5 separate regions of the Mus musculus genome follow, and all the other regions are linked to region 2. The links are chromatin contacts, called in public promoter capture Hi-C maps. All regions are on one chromosome and are shown on one strand. Each heading gives the region's core, a stretch centred on a gene start, on an enhancer-like site or on the middle of the called end of the contact. The rest is flanking DNA. Distances are from core to core; before and after follow the strand shown. Region 1 holds the start of Ccdc89 (coiled-coil domain containing 89). Region 2 holds the start of 4632427E13Rik (RIKEN cDNA 4632427E13 gene). Region 3 holds the start of 2310010J17Rik (RIKEN cDNA 2310010J17 gene). Region 4 holds the start of Hikeshi (heat shock protein nuclear import factor). Region 5 holds the start of Eed (embryonic ectoderm development).

Region 1 (5,458 bases), core at 598-3,097, 2.3 Mb before region 2:
AGGAACAGGCCTTAAATGGAATAGCATTCATTTCATCTTTGCACTGAGGAGCACATCTGGCTGAGCTGGTCCTTATTATAGTATGCAGGGTTCACAGCTGGGTGAGAATGTTGATGTCTTTCCCCCCAGCAAGCCTACAGAGCACCTTCCAGCACTATGAAAGCTAGCCAATAAGATCAGTTTCATTTTCCATATTCTGTGACAAAAGCATGTGGTATCTCCAATAACAGGGTCTTATCAAGTCTTGGTGGGCAACTAAGAAGAATGAAGATAGCCTGGGTCGTTTTAGGAGTCTCTGGATTTTTTGATCAATAGCTTTAAGGCAAATGTCTTGTTCCTGATGCTTAGCTCTTTGTTTCATGATCTATGGCTTCTAGGGAGAAATATATATGTGTGTTTGTGTGTGTGTGTGTGTGTGTGTGTGTGTGTATTCTAATATTTATATTTTAAAAGATTATAAAATAGGTTTACTCAAACTTTTTCAAACATCCTATGTGTTAGTATTCCTCCTCCTGCACCCTCAATAAATCTTTTGAAGTTCTTTGCTTTAATTTAGAAAAAAAATCTATCGATTTTGATGTTACAGAAGTTAATTTGTACTTAACAAAATACATTTTTAAATGTGGAAAAACTATTCAATAAAGATCTCTGAATATCTGTTATGTGTGTGGGCCTTAGGTAGGTAGGGAGGGAGGGAGACAGTTATTCCAACCCGGAGAAACAACTGATGTTAATATTTTGAGAGTTTTTCCTGTTCTTAGAAAATATATTTTATAATTTCAGTTTGTTATATCACATAACCATATAAGGTAATCAACAAATACAATGTTCACTATATGTAAAACAAGAAGAGACACATTCAAATTTTCTGGTCATTTGCTCTTTATATTCTGGATGAAAGTCAGTTAAGAGTGTCTATGCTAACTAAAAGTGCTTTAACTGTATTGAGAGCCAGTAACTGTCCTTGTGGGGAGCTGTTTGTTTGAAATAATCTGAAGAAGAAGGAGGAGGAAGAGGAGGAGGGGGAGGAGGAGGAGGAGGAGGAGGAGGAGGAGGAGGAGGAGGAGGAGGAAGAAGAACCTTGTGCAAAGCTTCTGCCATCTACCTCATAATAATTAAGAAGCTTGGAATCTAAATATCCAAAAGAAACAGCTAATTGAGCATTATCATGTTTAAAGGGAAATCATAATTAATGAGAATTATATCCATTTATTTTTACTGACTTTGGTGGATGAAATACCATCTAATTTTTGCTTGCATTTGTTGGATCATTCTTGAGATTCATTGCTCAGCTGTTTCTGTCTCGTTTTTAAAATGTATTTATTTATTTCTCTTTCAACATGGTGCTCTATTAATGCTTCTAAGGTTTTTATTAATATGTCAATCTTATCTGACACTTTTATACACACTCGACTATCACTCTTGGCGTCTTGTCAAACAGACTTGTATCTCCATGTTTCCAGTGTGCAAGGCACAAGTGTAATCAACCATCATGGGGTGTGTTGTTGTTTTGGTTTGGTTTTTGGTTTTTGTTTCTGATTTGATTGCATCTGTATTGTTCATTGCGTTTCTGTCTGTCCATTTATTTTCCCAATAGATAAACAGGAGGATTGAGTGTCTAACTAAAGGTGTCCACTCCCAAAGATAAGGTTAGAGTTAAGGGAAACAAAAGAAATTTCATTTATAGCAGCTGAGCTAAGACTTGGGTCCAGACTCTCCTTTGTGTGCACCCATGGCGAATTGTTTCTATAGACAGCAGTTTCTTTTCAGAATAAAGAGCAGAGTAAGTCACTGTAAGCTTACTTTGTTTACTCTTATGAGAAATCAGGATTTGTAGAGAATAGGAAGCTGACTTTGTGGAAGGCTTATGTCTTTGCGGCACAGGCGGGACAGTGGCAGTGAACTAAGAACTGTGATTGGTTTAAACGACATGCGTAGCCTGACCAGATTGGCCCTGAACTCCCCCTATTACCTCACTGCGTTCTGCAGGCCTGTCCACCAATTATAGGACTCCTTACTGGAAAAACCAACCGCTGGAGAGTGCCAAGCGTCCATAGCAACGCCCCTTTGAAATCAGAAGGGGGAAAGACTGAAGTCAGTTCTCCCGCAGAGCGCGTCTATGCCGCAGGAGGAGAAGACTCTTAGGATGGATACCCCACCCCCCGACGAGATCTTAGGAAAACAAAACGAAAACCTGCAAAACCAGGATGAGGAATTGGGGTTTAAGGAAATGGACGGTCTGAGAGAAGCTTTGGCCAACCTTAGGGGACTGTCTGAGGAGGAGAAGGGCGAGAAGGCAATGCTTCGCTCCCGCATCCAAGAGCAATCCCAGCTCATCTGCATCCTGAAACGCAGATCCGACGAGGCCCTGGAACGCTGCCAGATCTTAGAACTGCTCAACTCGGAGCTGGAGGAGAAGAGGCTGCAGGAGATGGAGAAGTTGAAGGCCCAGAGTGAGCACATCCAAAAGCTGGAGAATCACTTCATGATCCTGGCATCCAACCACGAGCAGATGATTCGCTTCAAGGATGCGCACAAGAGTGAAAACGTCAAGCTGAAAGAGGAGAATGCGAGGCTGAGGCAGGAAAACAACAGCCTCTTCAGCCAGGCTCTGAAAGACCAGGAGGCTAAGGTACTGGAGCTCACTACACTCAACAAGGCCCTGGTGGAGGAACTGGAGGTCTTGAAACAGAGATGCGCTCACGAAGCTAGCCAGGCTCAGGCCCGAGAGGAGGAGCTGCTGGGCCTGCAGAACCAGCAAGCCTGTGACCATGCCAAGGAGACCGAGGAGCTGCGCAGCCAGCTGCAGAGCATCAAACAGCAACACCAGCAGGCCACGGAACAGATGGGAAAGGAGCAAGAGGCTAATCTCAACCTGAACCAGGAGCTGCAGGCCAGGCTGCAGACTGTCCTGCGAGAGAAAGAGGAGCTGCTGCAGCTGTCCATGGAGAGAGGCAAGGTGCTTCAGAACAAACAGGCTGAGATCCGCCAGCTTGAGGAGAAGTTGGAGACAGCAGCCATGGCTAAGAAGCATGCGCTGGAACGCTTTGAGCAAGAGGCAGTGGCCGTTGATAGCAACCTGAGAGTTCGCGAGCTTCAGCGCAGGGTAGATGGGATCCAGAAAGCTTATGATGAGCTGCGTCTGCAATCAGAAGCCTTCAAAAAGCACAGCCTGGATCTCTTAAGCAAAGAGAGAGAGCTTAATGCCAAACTCCGCCATCTCTTTCCATAAGAGAAATTGTGCTTCCTGTGGTCTCCAGTCAATATTTCAAGTCCATGTGCCTTAGATTTATGGCAAAAGCAAAGATAATTCATTTACTATACTTTTAAGTACAAAAACTACTTTACTATGACGTTGTTGTTGTTACTGTTGCAAAGTTAATGTTAATTTTCAGTTACACCCACTAGAACACATTTAAGATTAACCAGTGTTCCCCGCTGTACCTTCAAAGGTTTCTTAAGATTATCCGTATCTTCTACCTCATAACTCACTCATTCTCAGCCTCAGACATCTTCCTATAGATAGCTTGAAAAGATGTATGATTTAATGGATCCTAAAATAAACATGCTATCGTGGGGGAAAAAAGGGAAGACACAGCCCCATTAGCCATTGCAGAACAATAGGCTTACAACACTGTAGGTGGGCGTATAAACAAACAGAAGTCAGCATGGTAGGACAAAAACTTCTCAGCAAAAAGGCTCTAATTGGATCTGATTTTGTATTAGCTTGGCAAAGCAAAAGTTTGATCATTCACTTGTGTGCCAAAGTGTAAAAGCTAGCTCTGATACATTCATTCTATTGAGCATTAAGATTCAAGTTCGTTACATCAACCAATTCTAATATTTTCTGCAAGTCTATCTTACTTCCACTTTCTTGGTTTTTCTCCTTAATAACTGAGAGGATTTAGACATTCTCTATTGAGACTATTTTACAATATGCTAATAGGCAAAAAAATTACCTCAATTTAAGGTAACTAGTCATAGCAGATTTTGGTAGCAGCTCATAAATTGTTTTCTGTTTCTGTCAATACATTTTGTGTAATTTTGTGTTTTAAAAGTCCAAGCTGAATGCGTATATGTGTACTTATGGCATTCTTTGTAGGAATAATTCAGTTTTGTAAAAGTAGCTATTTAACAGAGTTAAATGTAGATTAATGTAAAGTTCCTAAGGAAGTAAAGTTATCAAGTTAATTCCTAGAATATAATTTATTTTCTTATTTCTCCTATATTTAGTCATTGTTATATGCAATTATGAATACCTATAAGATAGATTATAGCATAGCAATTTTCTCATTCACTTGGTGCCAGGAACATCAAAAGTTACATAGCAAGTTTGATTTACTTAAAAGAACTATTACTTGGGGGCTTTCTTTGCCTGTTCTTGTTAGTTGTGCGTCTGTTTGCTTGCTTGTTTTGTGTGTGAGAGAGAAACATACACAGCCCAGGTTGCCTTTGAACTTATTTCCTAGACAATGTCATGATATAAATGAAGAAGGACGCATAGAGAATGTGATTGTTGCTTTCAAGTATTTTTTTTCTTTAATGATTTAGATTTTTTGTGTGTGGGTGCTTTGCCTGCATGTATGTACTCATCATGTATGTATTCTAGGAGCTCAGAAGATGGTGTCAGATTCTCTGGAACTAGAGCCATAGATGGTTGTGAGCTGCCATGAACTGAGCCAGGGTTCTTAGCAAGAGCAGTAAGTGCTCTTAGCCACTGGGTCCTCTGTCCACCCACCACCGAGTCTAACACTTTTCACATTCAAAGAGAGGATGCGTTGTCACTATTTTATAGATGAGACAGTGAGACTCTAAGAGGGTGGCTTAACTAGAGCCATGAAGACCCAGAGAGGCTGAGGGAGATGCAAACTGAAGGCTCTTAGGCAGGATGCCAGGGGACTCCTTGACTTGCTTTAATCTTCATCACTGTTACAAAATCAGAGTTTTAACAATGGGCATCATACTTTTATTCTTGTGCATGACACTGCCAACTAAGTAAGCAAGTCTGCTTTCTGGCTCTAAATTCCATGCTTCCTCCAAGTATATAAACTACCTTTGAAACAGAAACACACCCATGCGGGGGTGGGGTGGGGTGGGGAGTGTTATTCCTTGTGTGCTACAGCCCTTTGTATTTAATCTCTGACCATTCAAGAATAAGCAACCAGGGTTGCTACTAAAGTACTTGCCTCTATAAAGTAATATTTATCATTGGAACAACTTGACAACATGTAAGTTGGCTTATTCTAAACCGTTATCGTTAAAGGGGAAACTTTCAAAGCAAAACAACCAAACTCTCTTCTAAAGCAGACCTAACTTTTTTCAATGATTTCAAGCCGTCACCCTAATATAAAAGTCAACAGAATAGAGAGGCTAAGCTTAAATAAAACACCTTGCCTGCTGCGATGCCGAGCTAAGCATGATGTCTTGGAAAAGTACAAAACCGTAAGTCCTCGGTGTG
Region 2 (5,998 bases), core at 2,868-5,367:
GAGAATAACTTCAGGCAATGTAAAATTTGATTCCTAATTGTTAGACTTGGATTTATGACATTTACAGAGGGCTATACTGCCTCTCAGTTGCTTCTCTCCTTTTGCATCTTTTGTATCTGTACAACCACACATTTCCCACAAAAGTAATCTAACAAATTCAATCATTATGCATTTCTCTCGTCAGTAACAGAGAGCAGTCGCGTTCACTGAATTTTAACCCTCTCCAATCACGGTTTTAAAGATCCCAGTTGGGTTTGGTGTGCATTAATGAAGTGTAAATACCCTGCTTATGTCCTTTTTTTTTCTTTTCTTTTTTGAGTAGTGTCATAAAAAATTCACAAAACACAAGTTTGGTCATGCAGGCAGCCAAGACTTGAAAGAAAATGGCAATCATGAAAAGACAAAGAATTCAATGAAAAAATTTCCTGTGGTTGGACAGGAATTCCCCACATAGTCCAGGCTGGGCTCCAAGTCACAGTTTCCCTGTTTCTACTTCCACAGTGCTGGGTTTTAGAAAGAAACCCAAACCACTGGGTATTATACAAGAAAATTACTGTAAAAGTATTTCAGAGATCCTTTTCTTTGCCTTTTTGGCTGGGTTTCCCAGGAGAGTTTAAGTTTAAATGTCCTCAGATTCCTTGAGGACATGATCACTGTGCACTGAGTTAGGACTGGCCTTTAGTTTCTAAGAGGGGATTTAGAAAGTTGTGCGAGGATAGAGACGGCTCAGTGGTTAAGAGAACTTGTTGCTTTTGCAAAGGATCAAGTTCAGTTTCCAACATCCACATGGCGGCTCAAAACAACCTCTAGTTCCAGGGCAATCTGAGGCTCTCTTCTGACCTCTGTGGGCACCCTAGCAGGCACATACGTGACAGCAAATACCCAAGCATATAAATCTTTAAAAGTAAGTAGGCTGTTGCTTCTAACATTTAAAATAAACCCTTTTAATTCTGCCTGCCCCTACAAACATTTATCTTTCAGAGATTCAAACCTCTTCATTTGGTACCTGCTTTTCTCTATTCCATTCATTCCTTAAACCCTGAAATGTGTTGACTCTTCACTATATTAATTTGGAGTTTTTATGAAAATAACAAATCTTAGCCTTCACGGGGAACAATGCCAGTTTGGGAAACAAAAAGCTCAGGAACCCTCTCAAAAGCAAAAAGGAAGCCAAGGTTTAGAAAGACTAAGCATGAACACTGAGCATGGACTAGGCTCAGGGACTACAGTCAAGGAAGGCATAATGCCCAGCATGATAATCCTACAGAAAAAGAAAGCAATCAATGTAAGTATGCATCACTCTTAAAGAATTCTCAGCTGTGACAGTGCTGTGACACGTAATTGCCAGTAACCTATGTTACAAAATAGTATGTTTCCAGTAAAGGCCACTTAGTACATACAAGGAACATGCTATTTACTTACAGTATTGCAACTGTAATTGAAGTACTCTAAGATATTACCCACAATAAGCTTTGTATTACCACTTTAGAAGGCAAAAATCCTTCCCCAATTATTTCCTTATACTTACAAGCATGGTTTTGCATTTTTTTGTTGTTGTTTGTTTGTTTTTTGTATAATTGTGTTGATTGCCCAAACTCTGAGCAAACTAAAACCCATTGGACTGCACCCTTTATGTAGGTGAAGGGCATATGTGAATTTCATTTCAATAAAGCTGCGTATAAAAAAAGAGATACAACTCAGGATTACAGTTTATAACAAGACCATATACACACACACAGCATCATCAAAAATTCTTAAAGACTATGAATGTATACCTACTTACATAAATGGTTACAGTTGAGCATCTCTGCATACCTAAATTTCTGGAAATGGCTATATTCATTAACACATATAGTTTATCAGCATATATCCTTGCAAAGACATGTTTTCTAGTGCCCTTTAATTATCCGAGCCTGCTAAAATCTGAGAAATAAGATGGTAAGATAAAGCTTGCTTTTCTAGATGGCCATTAATTAATATAAATCTGATGTCATTTAGATTTCAAATTTTGAGAGACAGTTGTTCCATTTACCTTAAGCCATGCAGGAAATCCAGCAGCAAAAATCTACGTGAAAGAACGCCTAAACTACGAAAAATTTTAGTTTTTTTATTATCCAAAATGAAGTAAAGATTTGCTCCGAGGGGGACAAAAACCCCTAAAAACTCCCCAAACCATATTTGGCAAATCTAATGGTGTGCCTATCTGTGCCAACTTGAAGAAATGGGGAGTATGGTATTTACCATAATCAAAGAGGAGGTCTTAAAGATACTTTTTTTTTTTTCTGGTAAAATGTTTTCCCTTAACTTTCTAAATATGGAATTTTTTTCCTGTGAAAGTTGAGACTTAATTTTTAGTCTTTCTAAAGACACTGATATTTTTTCCATGCATTTATGGTTGACTACCCACTATAGAGAAGGCTAAAATACTTCAAAGTACTCAATCACGTACAAATTATAGAAGCCATTACATTATATCACCCCCATTTTCCACACTATTTTCACCCATCCTGTTATTTTCTTTCAATAAATCAGTCTTCCACATAACTCAAACGAAGGTTACTGCTCATATAAACAAAGATTCATTAGCTTGAACCATTTCTACATTTCCATCAAAGGACAGAAAGAAAATGGTAGCTATTGGTTCCTTCTGGTACTTACCAACATTACAAGCAGAAGAGCGTAGTATTTCTGAGGCTTCACGTTGCTGAATCCACAAGAATGGCATCTGCCACTTCTGTGGCTGCTTCTCACACCACAAGCCAATCTTTGAAAAAACGTCCTTTTTAAGTACCATCATCTCCATATATCTTTGAAGGTTCCTGTTGTGTTTTGGAAATTTAAAAAGCAGCCTGCCTAGCTTTTTGAAAGGAAGACCTACTGGAACTTTATTAATTTCTAACAGAGGCACCGTATATATTTTCACTGATGCAAACAGACCAGTGCTAGGGATACAATCCAGGGTCTTGACTGTGCTGTGGGAATCCTCACCACCGAGCTAGCCATCTCCTTCGAAAAGCTCAGGAGGGGAAAAATAAAACACTCAAATTACGCATATCAGCATTTTTAACTTTTCAGAGACCCTCAGTAGGTCTTTTGGCATCTTTCTATAGTGAACTTCAGAACCTGAAAAACAAACACACAGTACTGTTTGAGTTACTGGAGAAAAGGTGTTGAGATGCTGAGCAAATAGGCTCAAAAGTTCTTTAAGTATTCTGAATGTATTTTCATCGGTAAGGGTACCAAGTGGTTAAGGGAAGGGGATGATGTGTTAACTAACGTTATCTGCACGAAGATGTCACAACAAAACACATTATTTTGCACAATATAGGTAACAAAAGAAAAGGGAAGTTTTCCACAGTTATCAACTTCGAATATACGCAGTATTTTAGCACAGTTCATTTAGCGTTAGTCGAGAAAGACTGCTCACTTGCAGTCCCTTTTCAATGTCGTTTACGTTCGCTGGTGGGGTAAGAAAGGTTAGGTGCTAACTTCTTTTGGTAGATCCTTCCTTTGTCAGTTTCAGGGCCAAGCTCCACAACCCTTCGCGATCACATTATCTAGCAAAGGATTTCTTTGAGGCCCTTTGCAATTCACGACCGAACGAAAATTCAGTGGTGGGAGCAGGGGTCTGACACCTGAGGAAATGATCATGAGGGATTAAGAAAAATGACAAGGCAAAAAATAAATAAATAAAAATAACCTAGGTTTAGCTCCACTCACAGGGTGCACGCGAGCTTTTCGTCTTACAGGCGCGAGGCCCGTCGTCCCGAGTCCCCACACCACAACAAAGACACATTTTGCCCAGAGAGTCTCCCCAGGAAGTCTAAGGGTTTCTCCACGCTCAGTAAAGCGACTCCCTGTGTCCCGGGGTGGCGAGGCCTTGTGCAACCCCAGCGGGTTGCGGTTCACTCCGACTCGCGATGGCATTTCTGGCTCGACAGCCCTGAAGGTCCCCAGTGTAGCCTCCGTTCAGTCCTAGCCGGTGCGCGAGGCTATCAAGTTCTACATCCTAGCCTCACCATTCTCACCATGCCACCTTTCGGCTCCACGAGCCCCTCGAAACCTCGGCTCGCCGCAGCTCCAGGGCTCCAACATGGCGGCCGGTCCAGTTCTTCTCTGGGCGCTCTGACCAGAGCATCCTGGGTATTGTAGTTCCAGCTGTAGCCTCTACGTCGCTCCCGGACTTCAAAGGACTACAGATCCCAGAGTGCACAGCTCTGGAGCATGGCTATTGGGGCCGCTCGGACAGAGGGATGATGTCATTGCAAAACCCTACTGCATTCATTGTGCTACGGTCTATCCACCCCCCGCCCCCCCGCTGCTGCTGCTGGGCTCGCTATTGCCGCTCGCTCCAGCTGAGCCCTGAGTAGCAGCAGGACCAGGGCAGGGACTGACTCCAGTCCTTGGACTTAGGACACCGCAGCACCTTCTCTTGCGTGCGTGACTCATTCGTATATCATTTCTTTTTATGCCTGGGGTGGGGAGAAAAATCCCAAACCAGGTGAGTTGAAGTGATTTATTCAAATCGTTTTCCCAAGTTATCCCTCCCGCTTAGTTCTCAAGGCTTTCTTTTGAGAAGATGGGGCCGGGAATGGGGGTATGGATTCGGGAGGTTCTCACCGGCGCTGCTAAGAGCTAAATAGCTCTGTGCAATTTGGGTCACTGCAAAGAACAACTCCTGCAACCTGCCCCCGCCAGAGGACTGGTGCCTGCCAATTTCCTTGCTTCAACTCCCTTTAACCTTTTTAAGGCTAGGAGAGGGGGCTGGGCTGGGAAGGATGTTGGGAAGTGCACTTGGAAAACACGAGGAGGGCAAAGGTGGGGGACTGCAGTCCTGTCATTCCACGACCCCAGTGCTGAGGTTTGAGTGGGAAAGGGTGATGTGTGGGGAGAAATGGAGACAGTAATTTAATGTGGCCGTACTTCTTGAGAACATTTGTGTCGCTTGGACTAGCACACACTATTTTTAAGATGAGCAGGTTTCTCTTGAGTCGCTTAAGTTTCGTAGGGCTTTATTTTATGTTTGTATGTTTGTGTCGTTTGTCTCGCCTTTTCCTGCTGATTTGAGGTGACAGTGTCCTTTAATGGTGCACTCCGTGCCAGTCAGAAATATTTCACGTGTCTAGGGAAGGATCTCTTCGGCTGCTAGAAGCTGCATTTTTGTTAAGCGTTTTCATTTTTTTGTGTTCTCCCGACTGCGGGATTCGGGATGGTTTGGAAGTAGAATTTGTGCTTGTGTGAGTGTTTTAAATTACATCGCGATAGGCTCTTGCCACTGACAATGGTACTGTAACAAGCTGCCGTTTCTGAGGCTTAGTCTCCACTCAGAAATAACGGTTTGCAGACGGAATCGATTAGGAACCTGGGTGCTTTCTTGTTCTTTTTCTTTTTAACACTTTAGGGGAAGGAAAAGTTGAATGTTGTGTCACCCCGTTACTGGACTTTAATGAAAGGTATCCAAGGACAGAGAACCTGACCTGGGAAACTAGGGAGCGTGGTAGTGTGCTGTTTGTTTGAATTTTGTTTTCCAACGAACTGACACGTTTAATAAGGCAGGCAACATTCTGACTTGTATGATGCTGGCTCTCCTCTTAAGAGTTACAGGGATGAACGCTGCAATAAATATGTTCCTTTGAGATAAACAGCTGGCTGGCTCCGGAACAGATGGGGCCAGTCTTAGCTGAGAGATATACAACCTTGGAAATGAATGGACTTTGGGTCAACCACACCCCCTTTAGGAATGTCAAAAGAAGGAGAACCGCCAGAGTATTTGCTTAACTCCAAAAGGCTAAAGCTTTTTTCACAGCCTCTGCCAGCTTTAGAGGAAAAGTCATTTACTGTCTGTCTTTCGCTTCTGGGAACCAATTTTATTCATTTTTAATTGAGATGCTCAGGTCTCCAAAGTTGGAGCTGCTGGGTGACACTTTGTTAAATGCTTCATGTTACCGAATGCAAAGGACAGCTTTGTAAGTGGAGGGATTTATTGGGAGCGCAGCGG
Region 3 (5,954 bases), core at 3,290-5,789, 2.6 Mb before region 2:
GTTACAAAGAAAAGTAGGTTATATAAGGCAATCTCTTACTCATTTGGCTGCATCATTAAGTAGAAGCAGCAGCTAAAGATAAGGGAGGAATGAGTTGCTGGATGTTCAGATCAACACAGTGCCACAGGGTTCTGATTTAGACAACAATGTCTGAGGAGAGTGAGAACAGGGAAGAAGTAGACTCTCCTTGCACCTCGAGATAGGTTTAAATGAAGTAGCAACTACACAAAACCTGGTCATTTCTTTCCACGGTCTTTTCCGTTCACTCTCTTTTTGACACAGGGTCTATGCAGGTCAGACTGACCTTGAGCTCTTAATTCCCAAGCTCTGGAATTACAGGCAAGTGCCACCATGCCAGGCCCACTTTCTTACTTTTAAGTCATAGACATTATCAGGAGCCTCAGGTCAAGCACACATTTTAATTCCCACTTATTTTCTCCTCTCTTCCTACTTCAAGATTTTTTTAAGGTCTAAGAACAGGCCAGGGATGATGGTACATGTCTGTAATCTTAACACTAAGAAGTCTGGAGCTAGAGGAACATGAGTTTGTGGCTAGCCTGGGCTAAATAGTAAGTTTAAGGCCATGTTGGGCTACAGAATAAGAGCTTATCTCAAAATAAGATCACAAAACATGGAAGCCTACAAATACAATCCTATCCTACCAGAGTCTAAGAATAGAAACCATGCTTATCGTGTACATTATAATATTATAATATCCAACACGACCTAGAATGCTGTCTACAGAGAAGATCTATTTGTTGAGTGAATTTAATTTATATTGTCAGTTGCTTCAATTATTGACTAAATGGTCTATATATAGTAATAGAAAAAAAATGAGTTCCTAAATCTTGTTTCTGACACTTAGAATCTGTGGAACTTAGGGAGGTTACTTTATTGGGCTTGTTTGTATTGCTGTATTAGATAAGTACAATACGTTTTGCAATTATTATAAGAATTACATGAAAAAGTTTTGTTGTATTTGTAGTTGATAGAAGGCATTAAACACTGTTTATTCTTCCTCCTGGACTCCAGGACTCTCTCCAACACACAAACACACACACACACACACACACACACACATTTATATTTAGTGGGGACTAACATATGCTATTTACACAGTTTGGGGACTGTTCATTGTAAATCAAACTTGCCTTCAAGTTGGACTGAAATAGAGAACTGATAGTTTGTACAGAACTATTGAGTTCATCATTAGACCAGGATAGAGCATTTAAATTTGTGCCTGACCCACAGTAAATGTTCAATACATAGTTTTTGAAAGAATGGATTAATAAAATACTGAGTAAGGATGATGCCTCAGACAGATATTATAGGATAATTATACAATGGACACAATATATTAATAGAAACTCGGGAAGATTTTATCAAATGGAAGATTTGCAGTGATGGTCTATTTAAATAAGTTGTGTTTTCATTCATGCACCCAACTATCATTACGCTGTAAATTTGATGTAACGAGGATATGTATCAGTTGCTTTTTTTATCACTAAGACAAAATACCCGACTGAAGTACCTCATAAAAGGACTGTCGTTCCTGGTTTCAGCATGTCTCAGCCCATTCATCAGTAGTGGGGAGATACGTAGAGTGGCACTGTGTTCGTGGGAACATGTAGCAGAGCTCGTAACATGACTGATCAAACAGAAAGCACACAGCAGGACCAGAAGGAGTAGGTTAGGTTATAACCCTCAAAGGAATACCTCCTAGGGCCTACCTCCATCATACAGGCCCCATAACCTCCCAAAATAGTACTACCAATTCAGGACCAGGTATTTATTTATTTTAAAAAGTTTATAATTTAAAAATTATTTATAGGGACCCATGTGTCTGTGTGTGTGTGTGTGTGTGTATATATATATATATATATATATATATATATATATATATATATATATGCATTTGTCTTCAAAGGCCAGGAGAGAACACTACATCCCCTGGAGCTGGAATTTGAGATGGCTATGATTTAACCCAGTTCCTGGGAACTGAACTCAGGTTCGCAGCAAGAACAGCAAATGTTCTTAACACTGGGCCCTCTCTACAGCCCCAGGAATAGGCACATGATTCTGTAGGAGGCAGTCTAGATTGAAACCACAAGCCTCTCTTTTTTCCCTCCCCATGTTAGTGCAGTAAAGCAATTGAAGAAGTAAATACAGAATACAATCAGTAGCAAAAGGAGATTCATACCCATTAGGATGTACACCAAAATGGTATTTCTAAGTGTAGTAGGCAGCATACAGTAGGAAACTAGAAAGAGATGAGGTCCAGTAAGTAGTTAGGTCAGGGGTAGATCCTAAAGAGTCCTGTTTCCATGGCACAGAGACCTGAAGCTTCTAGGACAGTGACAGTGGAGCTTGCTTTACTTTTTGTTGCTATAGCAGAAGACTGCAGATTGGATAATTTTTGTTTGTTTTTTGAGACACGGTATCCTTACATAGCCCTGGCTCTCCTGAAACTATGTTCAGGCTGGCTTCAACCTCACAGAGACCCACCTGTCTCTGCCTTCTAAGCACTGGACTTAAAGGTGCATTATCACCACCATAACCACCACCATCACCCCCATCAACACTACCACCACCACCACCATCACCACCATCATCACCACCTCCATTACCACTACCCATTACCATCACCATCACAACTACCACCACAACCAGCACCAGCTCTGACTGGGTAACTTTTTTGTTTTTGTTTTTCAAGACAGGGTTTCTCTGTGTAGATCAGGCTGGCCTCAAATTCAGAGATCAGCCTTCCTCTGCCTCCCAAGTGTTATAATTAAAGGCAAGTGCTGCTGCCACCACAACCCACAGAACTGGTTAATTTTTAATAAGCATACATTGATCAATTCTGGAGGCTAGGAGGTCCCCGAAATCAAGAGCTTGGTTATTTTAGAGCACAAGGCAAAGAGAAAGAGAAAAGAGTAGGAACTTCAAATACTTTTATAGTTAGTATTAATCCGTGTATGATTTAAATGCTTCCCATTAGGCCACATCTTAACACTCTTGAGGATTAAAATTCAACATATTAATTGGTGGTATGGGGGTAGGGCATGGGTGGGCACATTGTGGAGACACAATCTTTAGAGAGTTACTAGACAATTTTAGTGCAAAAACAATCCCACTATAGGTTCAGAAAATATTAACTGGATAGTTGGTTAAACAATGATAAAGAAATTAGCTAAGAAATTAGTAGAATAGTTTGAGAATAAAAGAAATTATAATGGATTAAAACTTGCACACACATGTGGGTCACGTGAACATGCATACATGAGTACACACCACAGACAAAAACCAACCAAACAAAAATTCCCGGTCATTCCACTGCCTGATAAACACAGGGTACCAAATTACAAATGGAATGCAGATGCACCAAAGGGAGTTTTACAGTTTTGTGAATTCTCAAGCTGGTGTGACAAGAATGAAACCTGCAGCCTTAATAAGAATTGTGAGTTCTTGCCAAAATCACCGTGCTTCAGAATGGCGTGTGAGATAGAAAGGGAATGTGAAGAGACCACAGAATTCCTCATACCACACACAATTTTAAACATCTATTAGCTTTTCATCCGTTGAGAGTTAACAGATTTAAGCGCAATATTCTAGATTTGGTTGGCAGATGGTGTACACAGATTTTGAGTACGCTCGAATCTCATTTGAAACTAGCAAGATTACATAGAACCATGATGGTAACTTAACATTCACAGAGAATTTAAAATTTATCCCTAACTCTTGAGTTAAATGTGGAGCACTAGTAACATTTAAAAAGGCTTTGTTCATAGATCTTCTGGATTTCATAGATCTAAGTCTCGGGATGTAATACTGGTCTAAAATGCCTACAGGGCAGAGTCAATATCTTTCCATGGAAATCTGGCTCACACAAGAGGAGAAAAGAGGCCAAAGGGAAGAAAGGCTAAACCAGGGGAGATCGCAGGTACTGATGTCTGACTCTGAATGGGACTTCTCCTTTTACCGAGCTGTCTCACTTCCTTCTATGGTGTGGACCTTTAATCTCGCTGGTTGTCAGCCTTGTAGGGTCAAGTTAATCACTGTTGACATCACCCTACTACTTCCCTTTTCAAATTCCACTGAAGCTATGTGTTTCCTGTCGTATTTGACACCGCAGAGAATGAATACCGGGCTGGCTTCTATCTAAATTTAGACTGGCAGGAACGTGGCGACTCTTAGTAAGTCGAGATAAACAAAACTAGGTGACGTTTCCAACACTCTCAAAGAAGACGAGGGGGTGAAAAAAAAAAAAAAAGCCCCAAAGCCCTGTTACTAAAAGGGAGAGCGGGGTGCATTTGAAGAGGCCTGTGTGTAGGCTCAGAAAGAGACTGGCTGGAGCCGTTTTCTTTAAGGCAGGAGGAGGGCCGTGGGGTCGGCGCCAAATTGAGCGAGGCGAAGCCCCGGAGCCCAGGCACCTCCAGTTCGGGGTGAAAACTACGCACAGGCAGCAGCTGCCTCACCTCTTTGTCAAGCCCACGGCGTCAGCCTCTGACACGAGGGCGGGCGTCCTCGCCTCCGGGGTGAAAGAGGGGCGCAGCGGGCCGCCCCTCCCCCCCGCCCCCCTACGACACGCGGGGCCCTGCCTCGGGCGACCTGTTGGCAGGGCGCGTCACGTGACGCGGCGGGCCGCGCCGTCCCCCGCGGGCGGGCCTCCTGTTGCGCCCGCCGGGCGGGTTCCACCACGTAGCGCGCGGGCGCCGCCCCGCTCTTCCCTCGCCGGAGCGAGGGAGGGGGGCGCGCCGGAGAGGAAAGGGAAGGGAGAAGGGGCGGGAGGAAGCGAGCAGGGGGCGGAACCCGAGTCACGTGACCTAGGGGCAGCCCGGAAAGCTCCGAGGAGGAGCCTGGCGCCGCCATTTTCCTGCAGCTGCCTGGCCCTCTTACCCGGTCGGGCTCCAGCTGACCAGGGAAGGGGTGGGCCGAGGCTGAGGCGCGGGACCCGGGAGTGGCCCCGACTTGGTGTGGGAGCCCGCCGGGGGAACACGCGAGCCGGGGCTCTCGGAGCGGGTGGCGGCGCGCGGCCCTGAGCCCCGCCCCAGGCCGGCAGGCGGGCGGGGAGCCGGTGGGGGTAGGGGGTGCGGTGGGGGGTGGGGACCCTCGGGCGCTTGGGGGTCCCAGGCCCCGCCGGCTGCGGAGCGGAAGGGGTGGCGGACGAGCCGCAGAGATGTCTGGCCAGAGCCTGACGGACCGAATCACCGCGGCCCAGCACAGTGTCACTGGCTCCGCGGTATCTAAGACAGTATGCAAGGCCACGACCCACGAGATCATGGGCCCCAAGAAAAAGCACCTGGACTGTGAGTGAAGACCCCCCGCATCCTCTCCCGACCCCTCTCCATCGTCCTCCTCTCTCTCTTGGGCTGCCTCTTCCCTCCCTGCGTCTTATCTGCACGATGGCTCCTGTGCCTGGTCGAGCTGTGTGTTCTTTTCTGCTCCCATCACACCTGCCTTTAACGGCCTCTGCTCTTCTCTCAAAAGAGAGAAAAAAAATGTGACAATCCATTGCGCCCCCAGAGATCCCCTGAGACCCTCGCCTCCTAGCCCCCGGCACCACCAAGCCCATCGCGCTCCACCAACTTGCCTCCCACCCAGCTCCTCACTCAGACTCCTCTCCCAGCTACTGCAGCCCCTTTTGCCCTTCCATCCCACCCGTCCCGTACCTCCTAGCAGCCGTCCGCTCAGTGATTCCCCGGCTAATGTCTCCAGGACTCAGGCTCACCGCCCCATTGTTCCATTAGCTTTTTAAAATTCCCTTTCCTTTCTTTTTTTTTTTTTTTTTTTTTTTCGTATTTCCGTACTAACTCTGCTTGGTGGGACCAGATTTCTGTCACTTCTCAGCTCTTGAAGTGTTTTTCCCCTCCTCCCATTTCTTTGTGGTTTCCTTTTCTACCTTTCTATCTACCTTTTCGGTCATCTTTGCCATTCTAGCTTCCGTTAAGTTCCTT
Region 4 (6,148 bases), core at 3,275-5,774, 2.8 Mb before region 2:
CTCAATCTGAAGGATAGAGTGTCAGGTAACTAAAATGGGTACTCAATTACTCTAAGAGTCTAGATTTGTAAATTCATCAACTAAAATTTATTTATAACCCAAAGCCAAGGCTTGCATTTCTCCCATCACTGACCAACTTTCTGGGGCAGAACAACAAGAAAACACATTAAGTTGCCTTACCAAAACCACTTCCAGCTAAAATGGAACGAGACTGTGTAGGGCCTTCTTGTCTCAGCCCTATGTGTGAACAAATGTCCTTTCTGCAATCTTTTTAGTGCCTTGTTTTCCACTTTGTGCTTTTGTTGTAATTTTGATATTTAAAATGACCACACTTTACAAAATATTTCTAATGTTTCTACTTGCAAAATAACTATGAAATGCCTCCATGAAAAAAAAAATGTTGTTACACTTTTCTTCAGGTATGAGGTATAATGGTGTTAGGCTGTGAGTTGAATATTAATCAATCAAGAGTGGTTTCAGTTGGAAACAGATACTGCTAAGTAACCCTGGCTGGCCTGGTACTGGCTTATGTAAATCTGCCACATCCCTTCTGCTAATTTAGAATGAGTTTAACTCTCTAGCATGAAGTGTTGAGATTACAGTTGTATACTATCAGTCCCGGCTCAATAATACATATGTTTTTAAAGTCAAATACATATGAAATAAAGTAATAACAAGATGTTTAAAAATGCTAAGAAGAAGCCAGGCGTGGTGGTGCACGCCTTTAATCCCAGCACTCGGGAGGCTGAGGCAGGCGGATTTCTGAGTTTGAGGCCAGCCTGGGCTACAAAGTGAGTTCCAGGACAGCCAGGGCTACACAGAGAAACCTTGTCTTGAAAAACCAAAAAAAAAAAAAAAAAAATGCTAAGAAGAGGGAAAGTAGGTGCGGGTGAGGATTTGGAGGAGAAGAGGGGAAACTGCAGTTGGAATGTAAATAACATAATTAAAACTAAAAAAATTAAAAGTATAAAAAATGCTGAATCCTCAGGAACCTAATTCTTTTCTAGTTGCAAAGATTAGCATTGACCACTGAGTCTTCAAACTAAAGAAAACTTTACTTTGGGGAAGCCTAAGAATTGGTAGGGGGTAGAGATTTACCTCAGTGGTAGAGTACTTGCCTAACAAGAGCAAGGCCCTAGGTTCAGGCCTCAGCTTGGGGTGGGGGGGGGGGGGGGGAGGGTAGGGTTGGTGGTAAACCAGGTATGGTGGCACATACATCCTGGAAAAAGAGACAGGAAAATCAGACCATCATGGCCAACCCTGGCTTACACAGCAAGTTGGAAGCCACCATGAGATTCTCCTGTGTGGTGAGGTTAAGGCTGCTGGTTCCAGTACATTAAGTTCTGTCTTTATTATGTACTGATATTGCTGAATCAATATGCATCATTAAAAAGATAGCAATTCTGAGAGAACTCAGGTAAACAAGCTGTCTACATTTTAGCTTATATGTTTGCTTGGTTTTTTTATTCTAGGTTTCTGTATTTCTTTAAACTGTAATTGCTATTCATCAAAACAACAACTCTACATCACTACAATTACTCTGAAGACTAAACATTTAATTAGTTGATTTCTATTTTGACTCAGGGTTTCTCTAGGTAGCTTTGACTGTCCTAGCTAGAACTCTCTGTGGACCAGGCCTGGCGCTGCCTCCTGAATGACCTTCAACTCCTACTTCTCTGCCTCTCTTCACAGGTGTCAGATTTACAGGTACAAGTAACTGACTTGACTAGGACTGGGTGTTTAAGGTCAAGTTCTGATTCCCTTTTAGGAAATTTACTGACCCAACTTAAAATTTTCCACCATAAAAAAAAAAAAGCAAAAATATAATCCAAAATTTCCTATAGTGCTAAATTCAATTTCGCCAAGTTTTAGCACCTATATTTCTTGGAAGGTGTGAGAAGCTATAGTATTCACAGACATGGAAATAACCATAAGGCAAAATAAGTATTTGTTTCAACTTTTATTGCACAGGCAAGAGACATTCTGTAAATGTGTACCACATTCCAATCCCCTTTAAAAGACAGGATCTTATGCAGGTAGCCCAAGTTGGCCTTGAGTGATCTACATAGTCAATCAAGACCAACCTCAAATTCCTGTCTCCACCTCCCAAGTACTAGAATTACAGCTGTGTGTCACCATATCCAACTACACAGTCTAATCCTTGACTTTAATTAAACAAAAAATGGGGGTAGGAGAATCTTTCCTTTCTTTGAGTTCTTTTTCCTTAAGAAGAAAACAAAAAAACCTAGGGCTAGTTAAGAGCACCGACTGCTCTTCCAAAGGTCCTGGGTTCAATTCCCAGCAACTACATGGTGGCTTACAAACCATCTGTAATGGAATCTGATGCCCTCTTTTGGTGTGTCTGAAGACAGCTACAGTGTACTTAAATATATCAAATAAATAAATGTTATAAAAAAAACCTAAGGTTGTGGTGACGAAGGCTTTTAATCCTCCAGCACTGGGGAGGCAGAGGTAGACAGATCTGAGTTTGAGGCTAGCCCGTTCTATAGAGCAAACTTCCAGGACACCTGGAACTACACAGAGAAATCCTGTCTTATAGAAATAAAAGGAAAAAGAAAAGACTCAAAGAATGAAAATTAGGTTTGTAAGTTTCAATAGGTGGTTTTTCTAGCAAAAGAATGGAGTTAAGTTCTGAGATGCTAGTAGTTCTATTTGTCCTTCATTTTCATTTATGTCTAATGATATACAATTCCAAGCCCCCAAAAAAATCTTGTCTTAAAGAAATATCCACTGGATATTTATCATATAAATTTAATGTTGGGCAAATAAAGCATATAGCCGGAAATTCCCTTCCAGATTAGCTCACAACATAACACAGACTCTACATAGGGTTTCATTGGTTTGTTTCGTTCTGTGGTAATGGGGTTTGAGGCCACATTTTGGGCTTACAATAATTCTGAGCTGGCTGTGCTGGCACACACCTTTAACCCAGCACTTGGATCTCTGAGTTCAAGGCCATCCTGGTCTGCAGAGTCCTAGGACAGCCAGCCAGGCGTACAGAGAGAAGGACCGGTCTCAAAAAAGACAGGAAAAAAGTGTTTTAACTACTGAACTACCCCACCACTGTTTTAGAGCCAGGGTCTAGCCTTGCAACTGTGGGTCTCCTCCCTCAGCCTTCTGAAGAGCTGGAAATACAGGTGTAAGACACGAAGCTGGGCTTTATTAATGGCAGACATCTGAGGAACACGTTCTTCTCAAATTGTTTCTTTCATCTTCCAAACCCCAGAGCTCCTACTGGGACATTCCAAAAGCTATTGACCAGGGTTAGCACTACCTCACCTCCACAGGAGCCTCCCATTCACTGCAGACAGAAGTCCATGGTTTCTTGGAACCACGTGTTTTTCTTAAGAGCAGCGTGTATAGAATACATTATCAAAAGCTGGTGAAAACGGAGGCGTGGAGCTCTCGCTTACCACACGTGAGGCACAATTTAACAAAGAGGTTGCAGTATTTAACAAAACAAGGAGAAACAAAACAAGAATAGCTCTAAAGAGAAAGGAGTCACGTCTCAAGACGGATACATCGCTGGTTTCTAAAGAGCAAACAAGATTCACTCTGGTTACTCCTCAACCACTCCCGCACTCATTTCATTTCATTTCATTCTAAGGCTCTGGCTAAGCAAGGGCATCTCTCTGACCAAAAAGAAAGCATTGTACTCGAATCCTTTAGTTATCACAGGTACGGCTCACACCTAAATTTCAGTCATTTCTATTAAGCAACTTGCAATTATTGTATTTTAAACTGGGTCGGTAAACTTCTGAAAGGGGGGGGGGGGCCTTCCAAAGACACCAAAAAGGAAAAACAAAACAAAACACCTTCATTGTCCGGAAAATTGAATTTTTCCGAAAACCACTTAGCTTTAGATTACAAATCTCAGCTTTACTTCTAAGTAGCATTATCAATTTACAAGAGTAATTACTACACTATCTACTGAGTGTACGTTCCTGAACAGCAAAGAGAGAAAGACTAGCTCACGAGTTACCACGGTTACGGCGAAATGCCGTACAGAAGGCTGAAATTAACAAGTAACTACAGCACTCAACCCAGCAGGTGGAACAAAATCCGCACTCAACAAAATGCAGTCACATCCTGACAGCCTCGCAAACACAGCTAAGAGTGGGGCCAGCGTCCCATTGCCCGTCCGTCGCACACGCCCAGGAAAAAAAGCACAATGACCAGGTTTCCCCGCGTTCCAAGCGCCGTGCACCGTGCCACCACCCAGCTCTCAGTCACCGACCCCTTCCTGCCACCGCCCGGGCCATCCTCACCAGCCTCCCCGCCACCAGGCAGCCAAACATGGCAGCGCCCTCGGCGCCTCTGCTAGGCCAGCGGGCACCTCAGGCCGGACACCAGGAATTCCGCAGCCACTGTCCTAATTGAACTCAAGAACCTTCCAGAATTTGCAGGAAGGAACGTGACCCTCCACTACATAACAACACAGGAACGCATCTGGGCCGGCGACCTCTGACCCTTCCTTCCTAACTTGCACGCCTCTCCGGAACGAGTACTTCCGGGTCATTACACCCATTTCCTCCTTCTAAGGTAGTAAGGAGGAGCTGGTATCGCGCTAAGACTACAAATCCCATAGTGCAGTGCGCCAGCCTCCCAGAGGGCGAGCCGGGAGAATTTGAAAGTTACTACTGATAGTACATGATTTCCGTGCCTGTGTGAGTCAAAGTTTCTAAAGGTGGTGCTGGGAGAAGACCTTTCTGGCGGTTGTGTAACATTTTAGGAGTAACAATACGCCTTTGCCAGAATCGTTTCACCCAGCCTCTCCTTTCAAAAGCTTAATGGGATAAATATTATCTCCGTTTTATACGGAGGGCAATTGGTTCGGCATAACCTGCCCGGAAGCTTGAAAAATTGATTTTTGGAGCGTAAATTCAAGTTGCAACCAACTTACTGCATTCTTCCTGACAAACATTATATCAAAAATGTTAATATATTTTTATCTCATTTTTATGGCAGTGTCTTATTACCTAGCCCAGGTAGACCTCGAACTTGTGCACTCCTTTCTCAGCCTCCAATTGCTGGAATTATAGGCGTGGACCACTAAAGCTATAGAGGTCCAGAAGTCCTTTTCCCCACTAAATACTAGTTTTAACACGTAGTTGTGTTCTTGCTTATATTTCTTGTAGTGCTTCACTTGTGCTTCCTCCCCGCCCCAACTAATGTGCTGTACAACTGTAGGCAAGCTATATAACAGCTTCATCAGTCAATCATCTGCAAACTGAGACAAATAGACCTATTGGGTTGCTGGAAGGATTAAATGATGAATTAATTGATAACTGCCACTAAGAATAGGGTCTGGTGCTGCTTAGGGAGTTTTGTTGTAAAAATGCCTTTTAAAAAAAATAATAATCTAAGTTTTCTCACTTTGGGGAGTTGTTTTCCAAGACAGGGTTTCTCGATGTAGCCTGAGCTGTTCTGGAACTCACTCTAGACCAGACTGGCATCAAACTCAGATCTGCTTCCCTCTACCTGCTAAATGCTACAATTAAAAGTATCTGATACTAGCTGGGCGTGGTGGCGCACACCTTTAATCCCACACATGGGAGGCAGAGGCAGGCAGATTTCTGAGTTCGAGGCCAGCCTGGTCTACAAAGTGAGTTCCAGGACAGCCAAGGCTACACGGAGAAACCCTGTCTCAAAAAGCCAAAAAATAAAAAAGTGTGTGACACTGCTGCTCATCTTTTGGGATTGGTGTTTGTTTGTTTGTTTTTATTCATTTATTTGTCTCTCTGTTTGTTTGTTTTTTAAATAGACAAGGTTTTGCATAATTTAGACTAGCCTGGACCGTGCTGTGTAGTCGAGGATAATACTGGATTCCTGATCCTTCTCCTCCACCTCCCGAGGGCTGGCATTACACACACACACAGCCCCATAACTGACTGACTTGTCCTTTGAGTTCTGGATGCATTTCCAGAAAAGGCTCATTGGAAACACAAAACATTATCTAAAGGAAGTAGCACCAAGGATCGACCGCCACCGCCACCGCACTCATTCTCCCTTTTTCAGCTTTAATCCCTGTGCCTTTTGCATGAGGAAAGAACACAGTCTTTTCGAAGCTTGATCTATCTGAGCATGGACCACCAGCCATAACAGGTCTCTCTTCCCCAGTGCAAAC
Region 5 (5,572 bases), core at 448-2,947, 2.8 Mb before region 2:
CTCAAACAAACAAACAAAAAATCCCTTTTTCTGAGAGGACCCCAAAGGGTTCAATAATGTGTCAAAAACACACATACCAAAACGTTAAGTCTTGTCCCTCTTTGAAGGGACCGAAGCAAAAGCTAACTCAATCATTCAACTATGGATAAATTTAGAAAGCATCAAAAAATGTACCTTAGGAGTTTGGAAAGATAAAATGAGCTTTCACTTAAATTTTTTCCCTGACAATTTCCTCATTATAAATTTGACATTTTCATTAAAGTCTAAGTAATCATTATACGAAAGGCCAAAGCCTCTACGCTACCCTATCAGAATATAAGTATCTAATTATTAGAACACGTGTCTAGTACTCTTTACAACGCTTGCATAGTATTTTTTTTTTTTTTTTTTTTTTTTTTTTTTTTTTACGGGGCGGCATTTCTCTAAGCACCGACTTCCCTTAATCTTCACACTTGGCTCAAGTACAGAATTTACCACGGTGGCCTGAAATCTTCCAATCCCTTTACATTAAGCAAAAACTTTCAAACTGTTCCCTCCTTTGCCTTAATCAAAGGTGGCTCCCCCTCTACGATCTTCTCGATTCTACTCCTTCCACAAAAAAGTCGACACGAAGGCACACCGCACTTCCATGGAAAGGGGCATACATAACCGCACGGTCACGTAAACCCAAGCCAGAGATCTATACTTTCCATCCTGAAGATCCCGTAGTGCTCTACAGTGACACAGCCCCTCGGATCCTTACGAGGACCCTTCGTACCAACTTTCCTGGGGAAAACTGAACCTCTTACCTCGAGCATGCCTTTTAAACCAGTAAGTACAATCTCAGATTCGCAATCAGCGTCAAGCCCCCAAAGGCACAAACTCCGTCTCCCACGCAGGGACGATCTGAGCGGACCTCGCAGACCCTTTGGGACCTTTAATCCGCTCCTCGACAACTTTCTGCTTGCTATCTGCCGCAGTCCCAGCTCGAAAGCCCCAGCCAAACCGGACTTCCCCGCACGCCTGCGTTCTCCTGAGCGCGGGTGACACCTTTCCCTCCCCCCACGGCCGCCCGCCCGCCGGCCCCGACCGCAGTTACCAAAGAACCTGAAACTTCTACTCCACAGTCCCGGGACAGGCGGGGCTGCACTCACATTTTCGTCTCCCGAGAGGTCCGGGTTGCTGTTCTCGTCGCTGCTCAACTTCTGCTTCTTGGCCGCGGGCATGTCTGTTCCCGCCGGCGCAGTCGACACTTCCCTCTCGGACATGTTCCTCCGCCTCCCTCCAGGTTCTTGCCGCCTCGGGCGGGGCCTCCGCCACACCGCCGTCAAGCACGCCCGGCCCGAGCCTGCCGCAAAGCTGCCGGCGCCGCCACCGCCGCCGCCCCCCCCACTGTCGCAAATCGCGCCCAGCCGCCGAGGCGGGCGTGCGTGCGACCCCGCCACACTGCTGAAAAAGGGGCGCGCACGCGCGCGCCCTCCCGCACGGCTTCCCGGCTGCTTCCCGTCCCTTGGTCCGGGCGGGCGGTTTTCCCGCCGCCCTCTCGACACTTTGCACCGAGGCGTCGGATCTGCTGGCTCAGAGGGCAGGGGTTTCCTACGTCCCCCTTCCCCACCAGCGCCTAGAGACGAGGCGGAACTCAAAGGGCTGCTCCCTCACCCCCTTCCTGGCCAAGACGTTTCATCCGCAATTGGCTCAATCCTTCGATCTCCGACCCGCTGCAAACGAACGAAAGTCTGTGGCCTGGATCGGCCCACCACTGCTCCCGAGGGAGGGGGGAGGAAAGAGAAGTCACCTCTTGTTTTAGGGGGTCTGTGTCTACGGTCCCTGATGCGGAGCTCGGGAGAACAACTTCGAGTTAGTGTTTACGGAACTTCTCACAGCCTAGATTCTTTTTTTGAAGGGAGAGATTCAAAATCTATAGGCTGTTCCCTGCTCGCCTCCCCCATCGGGCACATGGACGGGTCCCACCTGCAGGTGCGCATGCGCTGAGGCGTATTCTCGCGCTGGGTTACGGAGACGACAGGCCGCCTCCTGGCCCCTCCTCCCCTCGGTTCTGTCTGCTGAACCAGGTAGTCTTTCCACCGGTTTCTGAAGCTTCGGGGAGGATTTCAAAACGGTACCAAATCAGTGCCTACGGACACGCCTCCGTTCTGGGCAGATATTTTATCTAATAAATACTTATTACAATGATTGGTTATATTCAACCGGTTGGTGCCACTATTGGCTTAAGTAAGCCTGTATTTTAAATTACATATTTAGACTTAAGTAAAAATACCTTGTGATGCATGATACATTCTAGTAATCCAACATCGGAAGGGCAACAACGGAAGTACTGCCTGCTCGCCTCAATCTTTAGATCATCCTGGTCGACATAGCAAGTTCCGAGCCAATCAAGGCTATTTACTAAAAACCTGTTTGAAAAAAAATTTTTTTAATTGTATGGATCGGACAGAGTATGGGGGCATGCCTTTTATTCCAGCACTAGGGTGTCAGAGGCAGGTCGATTGCAGTGTGTTAGAGCTACACACTGGTTTGGTCTACACGAGGAGTTCCAGGACAGCCTGGGCTTCGTTATAGACCCTCTTTCCAAAAATAAATAAATAAAAATTACATGGTTCTGAATTGTCATAATTCATAGTCTTAAGTGTTCGTTTTAGCTGTTGAAAGCTGAGGCTCTAGGAAACTGACAAGACCTATAAGTCACTGTGAGCAACTGCATGAGTTTGTGAGACTTAGGTAAAAGGCAATTTTTTAATATAGGGAAAGGTAACTAAATTTGCCCGTATCATTAAAAACTCTTTAATTTTTCATTTTTAGATTAAAAAAAATGTGTGTATGAGTGTGTGTATGTCTGTGCCCCACATGTCTGTACTGGTACACAAAGTCAGAGGATGTTGGATCCCTGGGACTGGAGTCACTAACGTTTGCGAGCCAGCCTGTAGCCAGTCTGTAGCCAGCCTGTAGCCAGCCTGTAGCCAGCCTTAACCACTGAGCCAGCTCACTTGTCCCCTCAGGTACAATCTTGACAGACAAATAATAAATTTGTGAGCCTTGTGGATTTGGTGGGTGTATTGTTAAGCCATGGGAATGTCTGAATGAAGAACTTCCTCTCCTCAATTATAGGACAGAATTGTTTCTATATTGTCATTTGTCATTTGTGAAATGAAGAGGTAGAAATTATAGGACAGAATTGTTTCTATATTGTCATTTGTCATTTGTGAAATGAAGAGGTAGAAACAGACAAGACATTTGCTGGGCACCCACTTAATAATAAAAAGTATTTTCCTTTCGCCCTCCAGTGTCTTAGTCTTTCAGAGGAAGTTTATGTAAGCTAAATGAGACAATTTAGGTGAAAAAGTTTAAATGTTTATCTTTTCTGGAAAAGTTGCTGGGAGATAAAACTTTGAAATTTGAAACAAAGGTTTACTTTGCTTTACAATTATTAATTTTATGATTAAGATTTTAAATCAACTTTTTATTGATTCTTTGTGAATTTTACACCATGCACTCCAGTCCCATTCATCTTTGTATCTGCCCTCCACCCTTGCAACCTCCTCCCCAAAAGAAAATAAGATAGAATAAAAAAAAAAACCCAAAACACCTCTCATCGTGGAAGCTGTAGTGTGTCACAGGGTGTCACACAGTATACCCTTGTCCACACATCTTGCAGGTGTCCGTTGCAATGAGAAGTCTTCTGGCTTCTGCTACACTATCAATACTGGATGCTCCTCTCTGATATCCTGTTGTTGCCTTGGAGATCCTCAGCTTTGGATCTGTAGGACCAGCCCTTTCATGCATTCCAGCCAATCATAGTTGGGCTAGACATTGGGGTGGGCCAATTCAAAGTCCTGGATCTGGGCCTGGGAGGTAGCTGAGTTGATCAGCCCACCAGCTCACCTGTGCCCACATCACCAGGGTGAACTCTATGAATAAGATTTTATCAGAAATCTCCTCCTATGCAGTAAGAAAAAAAGAAGAAGAAGAAGAAGAAGAAGAAGAAGAAGAAGAAGAAGAAGAAGAAGAAGGAAAACACATTTTTGTCCACGGTGACTTTGAGATGGAAGGTGTTCCTTTCAACTGTATCAAAACCAGCACAATCCCTGTTTGAAGATGCTAGGACTAAAAGGGCCCAGAAAGTTGAGTCCAGAGGTCACATTCACTGAAGGTCCGTTACACAATTTATCTAATTTAATCTTTCATTTTTTATACTATCATTTCACTTATAGATAAGAAAGCTGAAGCTAAGACATCAAGCTGCTTTAGCGTGTGGAATGGCAAGGCCTGAATCCACACAGCTTAATTCTGGGGCCTGCCCCTTTCTCAGTACCATATGGCTCCCCACTAAGCTACCAATATGTTCATCTTCTCTTCTCATCCACTCCTCCCTGGCTGGAGATCTTACCCAGAGTCTCTTACACACACCAGGCAGGTGCTGCATCACAGAGCCATATGCCCATCATGGCTGGCTGTCTTTCGGCTTCTCTGTCTTTCTGGTAATAAGCATGTATTAGATAAGAGAAAAAGTTGTCTTAACTTCAAAAGCACTTATAATAATTTGCTTTAGATAGCCAAGTTCTCTTTTATTCACTGAAAAATAAAACCACCTCTATGCCTAATGTTGATTTTAAGAAGTTAAATACATTGCTTTTTTGAGAGAAAGTCCTTTCTGGTCTATGTGTGCTTAATTTCTTGAAGACTACAATTACTACTAAATTAAACAAAGGTCTTTATCTTAGGACCTAGAATATTTCAAATAAATGCCAGGTTCTAAAAAAAGTGTTTAGGACTTGATGTTGGATGTGCAAGAATTTTGATATTATTGTTTTAAGCCTTTGATCTTTCCTGGAGGTGAACTGTGCGTTCAAGGCCAGTCTGGTCTATAGAGTGAGTTCTATACAGAGAAACTCTAAAAACTAAAATATTAAAAAAAAAAAAGACTTTGAATCTTTACACTACTGCAAAGTTTGTTAATCGGCCATGAGAAGACCACTGTTCCCTAACAGTCAGCAGCTAACAGGTGGCGACCGCCGTTAGCTGGAACTTTACACTGGCCCAACCAGTGCACACCTGGGATTCCATTTCTTTGTAAAGCTTGGTTCTCCTTTTTCCACCTGAGTCCATGTCGTTCTATTATGTCTGATTTGTCCTACTGGATCAGATACTGCTGTCTTTGTTGGAGTAGGCAGGCACCAGGGAAGTTTTTGGAGTGAAAGGGTAATTACATAGATTAAATTACATAGATTTTGCAAAACAATCTGAGGTCCCTCAAGCCATGACTCCCCTCTTCTCCAGTAGTGGTTTACTGTTTCTCTAAGGCAGAGAAGAACCTTGTACATTTGTACAAGTTTCCTGAGTTTCCTGAGTCTCCTCCCTCCTCCCTCCCCACTCCCTCCCCCCTCTTCCTCCCTCCTCCTCCCTCCTACCCCCTCCTCCTCCCTCCTACCCCCTCCTCCTCCCTCCTCCTCCCTCTTCCCTCTCCCTCCCCCCTCCTCTATTGTGTCAGGCCAGCAGACCACAACCTGGGTTCTAGCCTGGAAAGGCATTTTGGAAACCTGGAAGAGAAGAGGGGCTAGGGAGGAGAGACTACACT

Evidence for each region. Promoter capture Hi-C pulls out the DNA fragments that hold promoters and counts their contacts.
Region 1: a promoter capture Hi-C map of liver shows a contact between it and region 2, with 2.6 times the contacts expected there. The contact joins the promoter of Ccdc89 here to the promoter of 4632427E13Rik in region 2. A contact is called at or near these places in 5 of 39 promoter capture datasets (the 3T3-L1 cell line, cranial neural crest, hippocampal neurons and 1 more), 1 of 484 Hi-C or Micro-C datasets (B cells) and 1 of 9 other capture datasets (macrophages).
Region 3: a promoter capture Hi-C map of embryonic stem cells shows a contact between it and region 2, with 4 times the contacts expected there. The contact joins the promoter of 2310010J17Rik here to the promoter of 4632427E13Rik in region 2. A contact is called at or near these places in 3 of 39 promoter capture datasets (embryonic stem cells, liver and pre-B cells) and 2 of 115 datasets of contacts at active chromatin or transcription factors (astrocytes and embryonic forebrain).
Region 4: a promoter capture Hi-C map of pre-B cells shows a contact between it and region 2, with 6 times the contacts expected there. The contact joins the promoter of Hikeshi here to the promoter of 4632427E13Rik in region 2. A contact is called at or near these places in 4 of 39 promoter capture datasets (cranial neural crest, embryonic stem cells, liver and 1 more), 1 of 115 datasets of contacts at active chromatin or transcription factors (astrocytes) and 2 of 9 other capture datasets (adipose tissue and liver).
Region 5: a promoter capture Hi-C map of embryonic stem cells shows a contact between it and region 2, with 3 times the contacts expected there. The contact joins the promoter of Eed here to the promoter of 4632427E13Rik in region 2. A contact is called at or near these places in 5 of 39 promoter capture datasets (cranial neural crest, embryonic stem cells, liver and 1 more), 1 of 484 Hi-C or Micro-C datasets (B cells), 2 of 115 datasets of contacts at active chromatin or transcription factors (astrocytes and large pre-B cells) and 1 of 9 other capture datasets (liver).

Annotation. Positions count from the first base shown.
Region 1 is chr7:90,424,465-90,429,922 of GRCm38.p6, forward strand. It overlaps Ccdc89 (coiled-coil domain containing 89), which reads left to right and starts at 1,848. Exons shown (of 1, transcript NM_027298.1): 1 at 1,848-4,200. The coding sequence starts at 2,120. The coding sequence ends at 3,232.
Region 2 is chr7:92,737,342-92,743,339 of GRCm38.p6, forward strand. 4632427E13Rik (RIKEN cDNA 4632427E13 gene) reads right to left here and starts at 4,118. Exons shown (of 2, transcript NR_015510.1): 1 at 3,721-4,118; 2 at 3,365-3,635. Rab30 (RAB30, member RAS oncogene family) reads left to right here and starts at 4,373. Exons shown (of 5, transcript NM_029494.2): 1 at 4,373-4,501.
Region 3 is chr7:90,125,397-90,131,350 of GRCm38.p6, forward strand. It overlaps 2310010J17Rik (RIKEN cDNA 2310010J17 gene), which reads right to left and starts at 4,540. Exons shown (of 3, transcript NR_046007.1): 1 at 4,476-4,540; 2 at 1,532-1,648. Picalm (phosphatidylinositol binding clathrin assembly protein) reads left to right here and starts at 4,817. Exons shown (of 20, transcript NM_001360867.1): 1 at 4,817-5,306. The coding sequence starts at 5,177.
Region 4 is chr7:89,936,680-89,942,827 of GRCm38.p6, forward strand. Hikeshi (heat shock protein nuclear import factor) reads right to left here and starts at 4,525. Exons shown (of 5, transcript NM_026304.3): 1 at 4,290-4,525. The coding sequence starts at 4,319.
Region 5 is chr7:89,979,279-89,984,850 of GRCm38.p6, forward strand. Eed (embryonic ectoderm development) reads right to left here and starts at 1,698. Exons shown (of 12, transcript NM_021876.3): 1 at 1,134-1,698. The coding sequence starts at 1,247. RefSeq lists a promoter at 1,534-3,296, an enhancer at 1,957-1,993 and cis regulatory regions at 1,965-1,972, 2,168-2,175.